2 separate regions of the Mus musculus genome follow, and region 1 is linked to region 2. The links are chromatin contacts, called in public HiChIP or PLAC-seq maps. All regions are on one chromosome and are shown on one strand. Each heading gives the region's core, a stretch centred on a gene start, on an enhancer-like site or on the middle of the called end of the contact. The rest is flanking DNA. Distances are from core to core; before and after follow the strand shown.

Region 1 (4,137 bases), core at 436-2,935, 710 kb before region 2:
TAATGAGTTGGAAAAATTTGTCAGAAAATTACACTTTTAGGCTTCTTAATCAAGGGATTGTGAACACAGAAGAAAACAGTTTTTAGAAGCAGTTGATTATTCTTTTAACTTATCTAATATTTCTGTACCTGAAAGAGTTTCGGAAGCTCCTGAGGAAGGGAACTAGGATAGCACATAGAGACTAGTTAAGTGTGATTTGGTATTTACCCAAGAGAGACTAGTTGAGTATGGTTCAGCATTTACCCCAAGAGCAGTGGAGGTCCCCCAGACACCCACGGTCACAGTTGCCTCCAGCCCAGCCAGTTTATGGCAGTTCCATGTCAGCAAAGCCCAGGAACTGGATGTGGTCCTGGGTGTCAGACTCGGGGTACCTGAGTCTTGAGTCTGCAAAGGTGCTCAGCTTTGATCACAAAGCAGCACCTTCTTAAATCTGACTTCAGAGCCCTGGGTGTCTTTCTTCACAGCATGATTGGGCTGATGCTGGGATCCTGCATTACCTTCTATGTCGTGATCGGTGACTTGGGGTCCAACTTCTTTGCTCCGCTGCTTGGATTACAGGTAAGACACTGTTAGATATCTGGTCTGTTTTAATCCTTGTGGTTGCTGCCTGATGCCTCCTTTCCTTAAGCCACCTGGGACCTGTGCCTGCCAGCCACTCAAGTTCCCTGGCTTGGATTTCAGAACTTTGCTCGAGTAGTGTCTGAGAGGCACCAGGAGAGGGAGAGAGAGAGAGAGAGCAGGCTGTGATACAGCCTGATGGTGTACAAGGTGGAGGCAGGGAGGAGGAGGGGTAGGACACAGCAAATCATTGTGCAGGTCAGATGCCTCAGCCTTCCAGCGGTGCTCATCAAAAGGCAAAAGAGGCCAGGCCCTCGTGCAGCTTCTGTGCTGGGCTGTTGATCGGTACATTGAGGCTGGGAGTTGGGGCCCACCCTGCTGAGGAAGACTCGAGGGCACTGCTCCCAGGGCCTGTGACATAGCTCTGTGCATCCTCCAAGCTTGCCACTCCCTGACTGTGAAGGTCCCACCTGTGAACTGGACCCCACACAACCTTCCTCCCCTACTGGGGAGCAGAGCTGTAACCAGTGACCGCCTAGGGAAAGTGGGCATATGGCCCTGGGGGGTCTTTTTTGTGAAGACTCCTTTGTTTTTGTTTACCTGGTAGCTGGAGATGACTTTTAGTTTGTAAATGTGACAGCTGAGGAGATCCTTCTCGTGAATATGTGTAGGATTTGCATGGTGTGGGAGGACTTTGCAGAGAGTGGCCTGTGAGCCTGGCCCTGGTCTGTGTCTTCCCCTTTGGCTTTCTGTCCATCTCCCACACTGCCCTTGGGTCCAGCAGAGTTGTGGGTCAGTCTCTCACACAGTTACTTGAGTCCTTTCTCAAAACCCTACCGATCTGTGCCAGGGCCAGATATCTCACCTGCAGTTCTGAGAGACTTGCAGGATGGGCAGTATCAGCCTCTGTGGCCTCGCTGTCACCTGTGAAGAAGGTTCCAGGAAGTCAAACGTGCTGGCTGCAGATCAGTGAGATGGTAGATATCCCCAGATCGGTGCTTCTTAGTAGACGCCAGCCTGGAGTTTTGTGATGAATTATCTGGGTCAGAATTTCCTTCTGTGGTAAAGATAGCTCTGAGTTGTGTGGAGACGTGGTGACTCCTTCCACCAGCCGCCGGCACCAGCTGGGCAGGGTTTTTCCAGAGCAGTGCAGTTCCCGCGTGCTCTTGCCACATTCTGACACTGTGTAACGTGTTGGCTCTGGGTAGCTGATATTTTGGTCCTGACTAGTCTCATTGTGGAGCCTGGGTGGACCATGCTGGGCCAGAGGTGTTCAGTACTTTGATCCACGTGGCCACTGAGAGGGGAGCTTTCAGCCTGTACCTGCCAGACTTGACCACACCACCTTCTGCTTTAAGGCCTCAGTGTGCTCCTCAGCCTGTGGTGGCTCCTGCCCTGGCCACACTGGTAAGATGAGTCCTGGCAGTGAGTGAGCTCAGAGCTTAGAGCTGATTCCCTTCCAGGTGACCAGGACTGTCCGTGTGTTCCTGCTCTTCGCAGTGTCCCTGTTCATTGTGCTCCCGCTCAGCCTGCAGAGAAACATGATGGCCTCTATCCAGTCCTTCAGTGCCATGGCGCTCCTCTTCTACACCGTCTTCATGTTCGTGGTGAGCACCGGAGACACTGCTGAGGGGCTTGTTTGTGGCGTAGTCCTTCCCATAACCACATGTGTCCACGCCTTAGTCTGCTGTTGCCATCAGCTACCTTGGGGGGATTATGGGAAAGTGGCTTTGAGTCCTGTGGTAGAACTACTGCAATGTCGTGAAGGCCGTGTGCATGCCTGGTCTGTGAGCACCAGAGGCAGAGCAGTTGGACAGCAGGATCCAGAAGGGGCTTTGAAACCATAGTCCCTTTACCCAGGCTCTGGAAAGCAAGTGAGGTGGCTGTGTGTTTTATGGGAAGAACTTCCATGTGGAACATGGAACCAGGTGTATGTGCTAGTGTTTTGTCACATGGTGCCAGTTGTCACTTTTCTAAATGAGCTTTTTTGGGGATAGTCTGGAAGATGGGGTGTGAGGACTTCCTCCAGAGTCCTTAGCCTTCCTCCCTGACCCTGCTGAACCCTTGGGGGTTCACCCTCACTGCCAGGGAAGACGCTGGGTTTCCTGAGGGCAGGGGCCAAGTGTGCTTGCAGGAGCTGTGCCCTGGTCTGGCTGCAGGGGACCAGCCAGGGACAGTTAACTCCTGACTCATAGCCATGTCTTCAGTGGATGAGCTCCTGAAAGATGGCTGTCTGCCTGTCCAGGGCAAGGAGATAAAGGACATGCCCTTATGGAGGGCACTGCTCCCTGTCATCTGAGACGGGTTTCAGGGCTGAGGGAGGGAGTGAGCTTCTGCTTCTCTCTCCACTATGAGGCCCCACATCGGAGCAGAACCCCCCTGCAGCTGGGTACACCTCTCAGTAGTGCTCAGGCAGCTCCATGCATGGACTGGGTTCTAAGCCAGGGCCCAGGGACATAGGTGAGGTGGAGCCCCTGCCCCTTCAGACAGCCCCAGGCTACAGGAATAAGCCAGCTTTGATGTAGAGAAGAGCTGTGTGTCTCCTGTACCTCCTCTGTGGCACGGTTTCTACTCTCTCCTGACCCCATGTCTCACTCTCTTCTTGGTCTAGATTGTGCTGTCCTCCCTTAAACATGGCCTCTTTAGTGGGCAGTGGCTGCGACAGGTCAGCTACATTCGCTGGGAAGGTGTTTTCCGCTGTGTCCCCATCTTTGGCATGTCCTTTGCCTGTCAGTCGTAAGTACTGCCAAGGTGAAAGAAGGGGGAGGGGTGGGGCTGAGGGTGTAGCCTGGAGGAGGGGCGAAGGGAGAAGCTGTGGGTCAGCAGCCTGCTTTTCTTGCTTCTGGCCACTGAGGAGTGATGGCTGACCTAGTGTAGACTGTTCCTCTAGGCTGAGGGGAGAGTTCTGTGTTAACCAGGAAATAAACTACTGCTAACTAACTGGCAAGGGCCTGAGTTTCCCAGATCCCATGAGGGGAGAGTTGGCTGTGGGGTGCAGCAGCTACCCAGCCATCTGACTGAGAAGAGTCCCGAGTACTTTGCCAGACTCTAGCTGGTTTTCTGAGAATATTTAAAAAGATGTTGCACAAACATTGACTCGAGGCTGGTGCTAGGATGTCTCTGAGTCCTGTGTGTGCGGGCGGGCTCTTTGGCAAGCGGGGCTCTGTGAACGCGGGGCTGCTTCACCATGGCAGTAGCAGCAGCAGCAGTGCTACCTTCACCAGGGTGGCAGGAGCTAGTGATGCATGCCTGGGTGGGAACAGTAAGCGTAAATCCGACATCGTTGAGAAAAGACCATCAGCGTGTTGGGGGGGCTGGCAGAGGAGCCCCCCTCCTGTGGTGTCAGTGGGCATGCATTGTGCCAATTGTAAACTAGTGTGACAGAGAATTTGCTCACACTGCTGTTGACACCCACGTGCGAGATCCAGATCGTCATTTCCCACTCACCGGCTCCCGCTTGGCAGCTCTGTCTCCACCAGAACGCGCGCTCCAGCCTCGCTGTTTAATGTCCCCATTATCACTGGTGACAGAAGTTACATTCTTGTGCAGTGTACCTAGTTACCACTTGTCCTTTCTGCC
Region 2 (4,418 bases), core at 795-3,294:
GAGAGATATACAAAGGAGAGTTTGGAAGGGGGAGAAACGAGTAACTGTAATGTCAGAAAGTAAAGTGGAAGAACATGGCCTCCTCTTAGACTACTGATCCCCCGACGGATGGCCTGAAACCCACTGGTTCAGGAGCTATCATGGAGCAAGACGGAACCTAGGGCTTTGCTGTCCCCAGCTGCTTAAACACCACCCCAACCACACTGCCAAGCCCCAGACACCTACCCAACCCAAGACCTCACCCCTCAGCAGAGCCAGCAAACAACTTACAAAGTTTAACAATGGGTTAAGAACACTGAAGTCACCAGTCACACCCAAAGCTCTTCGGACCTGCAAGATGACCTTGGCAGAGCTGACAGCCTGGTGCAGGGTGTGATATTCTTTGATCTGCCCAACACGCTCTGAGATCCAACCTTTTTGGTCCTGGGGGTTCATAGTGCACATGAATTTAAGGTCGTTTTTCAGTTCATCATATTTATCTACAAAGTCTTTGAAGATGGCATCAACTTCAGCAAAGGTGATCTTTCCTGACTTCAGATTCTCATAGAGTGTGTAGAAGTTGTCATAACAAGGGTTGTACAGGTATTCCAAGACCTCTGGAAGCGAAACCTTCAACTCTCTGGGGTCCTTATCCAGAGTATTCAGTGACTCTGCTGTCTCTTGCCAGAAGTCCTGGAAGATATGGCTGTCTTTCAGGGAGTCTAGCTTGCTTGCCATTTCTCGGATGTCAGGGCTCAGGCAGTAATGTGTCTCCCTTTTGTAGGAGGAGGAATTGGGGAGCTTAATCACGGCTTCATTTAGTTTCTTATTGCTGAGGTCTTGAGAGTGGATTATTTCAATGTTTCCAAAATCCACTATAGAAACCAGAATTAAAGGGTGGGGGTTATTTATCTCACTTTTCTTGTATTTTATCCTCCCTCTCTCCCCCTGCCCCCCCTCATGTGTGTGAGCACATACACACCCCTTTTTGAGACAGATTTTCTGTGTAGCACTGGCTCTCTCTGTTTTACCTGTTCCCCTGCCGCCACCCCACCCGTGCTGGGATTAAAGGCCTGTGCTGTGTCATCACCAGCTGGCGTCACCTCTCCTCCTTAGTGTAGGGGAAAGACAAAGTCTGAATACGTAGGCAGGCTGGCTTTCAACTAATTATTCTCCTGATTGCCAGCATTGTGGCCATGCACCAGGGTGAGCAGAACTAGAGTTTGTTTGCAGCACTGGGGACAGCTCCTGCCGCCCCAAACACTAGGCAAGCCCTCTGCTAAGGACACACAACACTGGTTCTTCCTCTAGCTGCTTCTCTAAGAAAACAAACACAACCACTGCAGAACATGGGCATCTTTCCTCTCCTCCGCCTTGGCTTTGTCAGTTTTCACAACAAGGAAACTGGGTACATAACTGAGTAAAAAGTCAGTGGGAAACACACACACCTTTCTTCACTCCCTTCTAAGAGCACACTAATTATAAAATAGAAATTATATCTTAAAAGTCAGAAACTGGGGCTGGAGAGATGATGGATCAGTGGTTAAGAGCACTGTCGCTCTTCCAAAGTTCCTGAGTTCAAATCCCAGCAACCACATGGTGTCTCACAGCCATCCATAATGGGATCTGACACCCTCTTCTGGTGTGTCTGAAGACAGCTAAAGTGTACTTAGATATAATAATAAATAAATCTTTTATTAAAAAAAAAAAGTCAGAAGCTGGCTGGTGGTCATGGTAGCACACACCTTTAATCCTAGGCAGAGGTAGGTGGATCTGGGTGAATTTGAGGATAACCTGATTTACATTGAATCCATTAAGGGCAAATGTCATACACAAGGGCTCAGCCACCAGGCCTGCCCCAGCAACACCAGAGACAAGCAGGAGCAACATGCAGGAACTGCAGCATGCAGTTCCTAGTGCAGTGACCTACGAGGTGCCCACTCCTCCTAGCCAAGCACCTAGACCTAGAACAGACATCCCAGACTTGGAGTGACTGAGACTGCAGGTTGGCTGTCTGTCTCTTACTCAGCAAGGTAGATAAGCTGTGTCTGCCAGAGTCGAGGGAAGAGGGCGGGGACGCGCAAGGGAAGAGGGCGGGGACGTGCGAGGGAAGAGGGCGGGGACGCGCGAGGGGAGAGGGCGGGGACGCGCGAGGGGAGAGGGCGGGGACGCGCGAGGGGAGAGGGCGGGGACGCGCGAGGGAAGAGGGCGGGGACGCGCGAGGGAAGAGGGCGGGGACGTGCGAGGGAAGAGGGCGGGGACGTGCGAGGGAAGAGGCACAGAGTGCACCTGCAGGATAAAAGAAAGCCTAGAGCTCCCTGACCGACCTAGTGCTCATGAGGTGCCCTGCCTATGGTGGGAAATCAACAGATAGTTCTAGCATAGAAAAGTTGGAGGGATGCTTGCAGGCATGGGAGTGAATAAAAGTCAGACTGATTAACCTCTGGCAAATGCAAGTGAACTCAGATTTTAAAAAATTCTGAGCCCCAGAACCCATATAAACCTTGGGTAGGCATGACAGCCCGGCTGTTCCACCCTGGGGAGGCAGGGATGGAGGAATCCCCAGAGCAAACTGGCTAGCAAGGCTAGACCCATCAGCAAGCTCTGAATTTGATTGAGGGACCCTGTCTCACTGAATATAGTGAAAGAGGGCTCAAAAAAGATTCCCAGGATCTACCCTGGGCTTCCAGATGCACTCCTAAGTGCACATACACACACACACACACACACATGTATATGCCCATGCCCCCTCCCCATGGAAATTAAAAATATTGCTTTAAAGCCCCTGCCCTAGCTGCCTCTACTCCGCCCCCACTGCGCCTTCCTCTGCCCTTCACCCTGAGGCCCCTCAGTCTTCAGTGCCACTCCTGGGGCCCACCTTGCACAAGGTGTTTCACTCTTCCGAGCTGCCTCAGGAGGCTCTCCACGTATCTCTTCTCTTGCTTGAGGAACAGCAGATCATCCCTTCTCCTTTTCAGCAAGCTCCTCACATCACAGGCCTTCTCTTGGGATGGCAGCCGCCTTCTATCTGGAAAGTATGTGACAGCTCACACAATCCTGTAAGTCTTCCATGTAATCACATTCCACTGCCTCTCTCTGAACGTGCTCCATGCCAGGGCCATGTGGAGGGAGCAGCAAGACTTGAGCTCAGCTAGTCTATGAAGATGGTGGCAGAACAGGCTCTGCTGCCTTGATCCTACTGCTCTCTCATGACACTCCCCACAATAACTAAGCTCCCAGGCTCTCTGGCAAGAGCTGCTGGCAGTTACAGAGCCCAGAAACATACCCTGACCACAAAATGGCATACCCAGGCTTTCCCCCTCTTTCTGTTGCTCAGCCGCCTAAAGGTGTTATCTCAATTTGGTACTCACTTAAGTTCCAGATGTCAAGAAACTGACTCTGGTGCTCGAGGATCAGCTCCAGCTGTCCAACCACAATGGTGCCATTTTCAAGTTCCCCTGCGACCTTCTGGAACACAGACTCAGCAGTGGCCATCAGCTGCCTGCCTTCCTCCGTGATGTTGTCTATGATTTTCTCATTGGTTCCTGCTCAGAAGGAGAGCACACGGATCAGAGCCTGGGTCTCCTGAGCCATCGGTTCCCTGATGACTCCTCGTGCTCCGGCGGCGCTCAGGCAGTCTCCAGAGACAGCACTTGACTGGTGCACTGCTACTCGTTCTCCTGCACAGCCTGGCCACCATGCTCCCCATCTCTGTGAAACTTACAACTTAGATGACAAGATTTTAAATACATTTACTTAACTCGCAGAAGCAGGCGAATCTCTGGGATTTCAAGGCTAGCCTGTTCTACAAAAAGAGAGTTCCAGGACACCAGAGCTGTTACATAGAAAAACCCTATCTCAAATAAATACATTCATAATTAAAAATTAAATAATAAAAATGATCTTGTTTATCTGTAGCACTGAAAACCAAGCAGCCTTATCCAGCACTGTAAATCCATGAAACAACTGGGCATGTGACGCATACCGTGAATCCCCAGCACTCTACAAGTATAGGCAGGTGCATCTCTGTGAGTTCGAAACCAGCCCGGTCTCCATAGACCAGCCAAGGCTACATAGTGAGAGTCAGCCTCAGAAAAAGAAAACAAAAAAACCTGCAACAACTAGGATGCTCTTCAGCAGATGGACAGATCAAGAAACTGCAGCAACTCTATGATAAAAGCAGAATTCAGCTGCCAAGCAACAAGGAGACAGGAGACAGGAGGAGCTTCGAATGTGAGTGCTGTCCATGAACAGTCACACGTGTTCTCTAAGTCCACACACGTTAATGGTTCCATAAACTACAGGAGAGAGAATAAAGAGGAAGGCCACAGATCCTTGGGACAATGAGTTTATCGTGTATGACACTGCGATGCACCAGACATGCTGTCACGCACCTATGAAAGCCCAGGGCGCCCTTCGAACCCCGACTTGATCAAAGT

Evidence for each region. HiChIP or PLAC-seq counts read pairs in DNA pulled down with a chosen protein or histone mark.
Region 1: a contact with region 2 is called in an H3K27ac HiChIP or PLAC-seq map of T-cell acute lymphoblastic leukemia, with 4 times the contacts expected there. The contact joins two enhancer-like sites. A contact is called at or near these places in 1 of 39 promoter capture datasets (liver) and 2 of 115 datasets of contacts at active chromatin or transcription factors (T-cell acute lymphoblastic leukemia and large pre-B cells).

Annotation. Positions count from the first base shown.
Region 1 is chr11:120,137,014-120,141,150 of GRCm38.p6, reverse strand. Slc38a10 (solute carrier family 38, member 10) reads left to right here. Exons shown (of 17, transcript NM_024249.5): 4 at 465-558; 5 at 2,022-2,165; 6 at 3,170-3,294. Among named protein-coding and RNA genes, the nearest start is that of Gm11769, 11 kb to the left of the region's middle. Within about 2 kb of position 1,685, at least 30 of the 459 cell types and tissues checked have an H3K27ac peak or open chromatin away from gene starts, as enhancers often do. A contact at or near this core is called in T-cell acute lymphoblastic leukemia, where this site is marked.
Region 2 is chr11:119,426,602-119,431,019 of GRCm38.p6, reverse strand. It overlaps Rnf213 (ring finger protein 213), which reads right to left. Exons shown (of 68, transcript NM_001040005.3): 19 at 3,351-3,524; 20 at 2,858-3,007; 21 at 271-854. Among named protein-coding and RNA genes, the nearest start is that of Mir1932, 38 kb to the right of the region's middle. Within about 2 kb of position 2,044, at least 155 of the 459 cell types and tissues checked have an H3K27ac peak or open chromatin away from gene starts, as enhancers often do. A contact at or near this core is called in T-cell acute lymphoblastic leukemia, where this site is marked.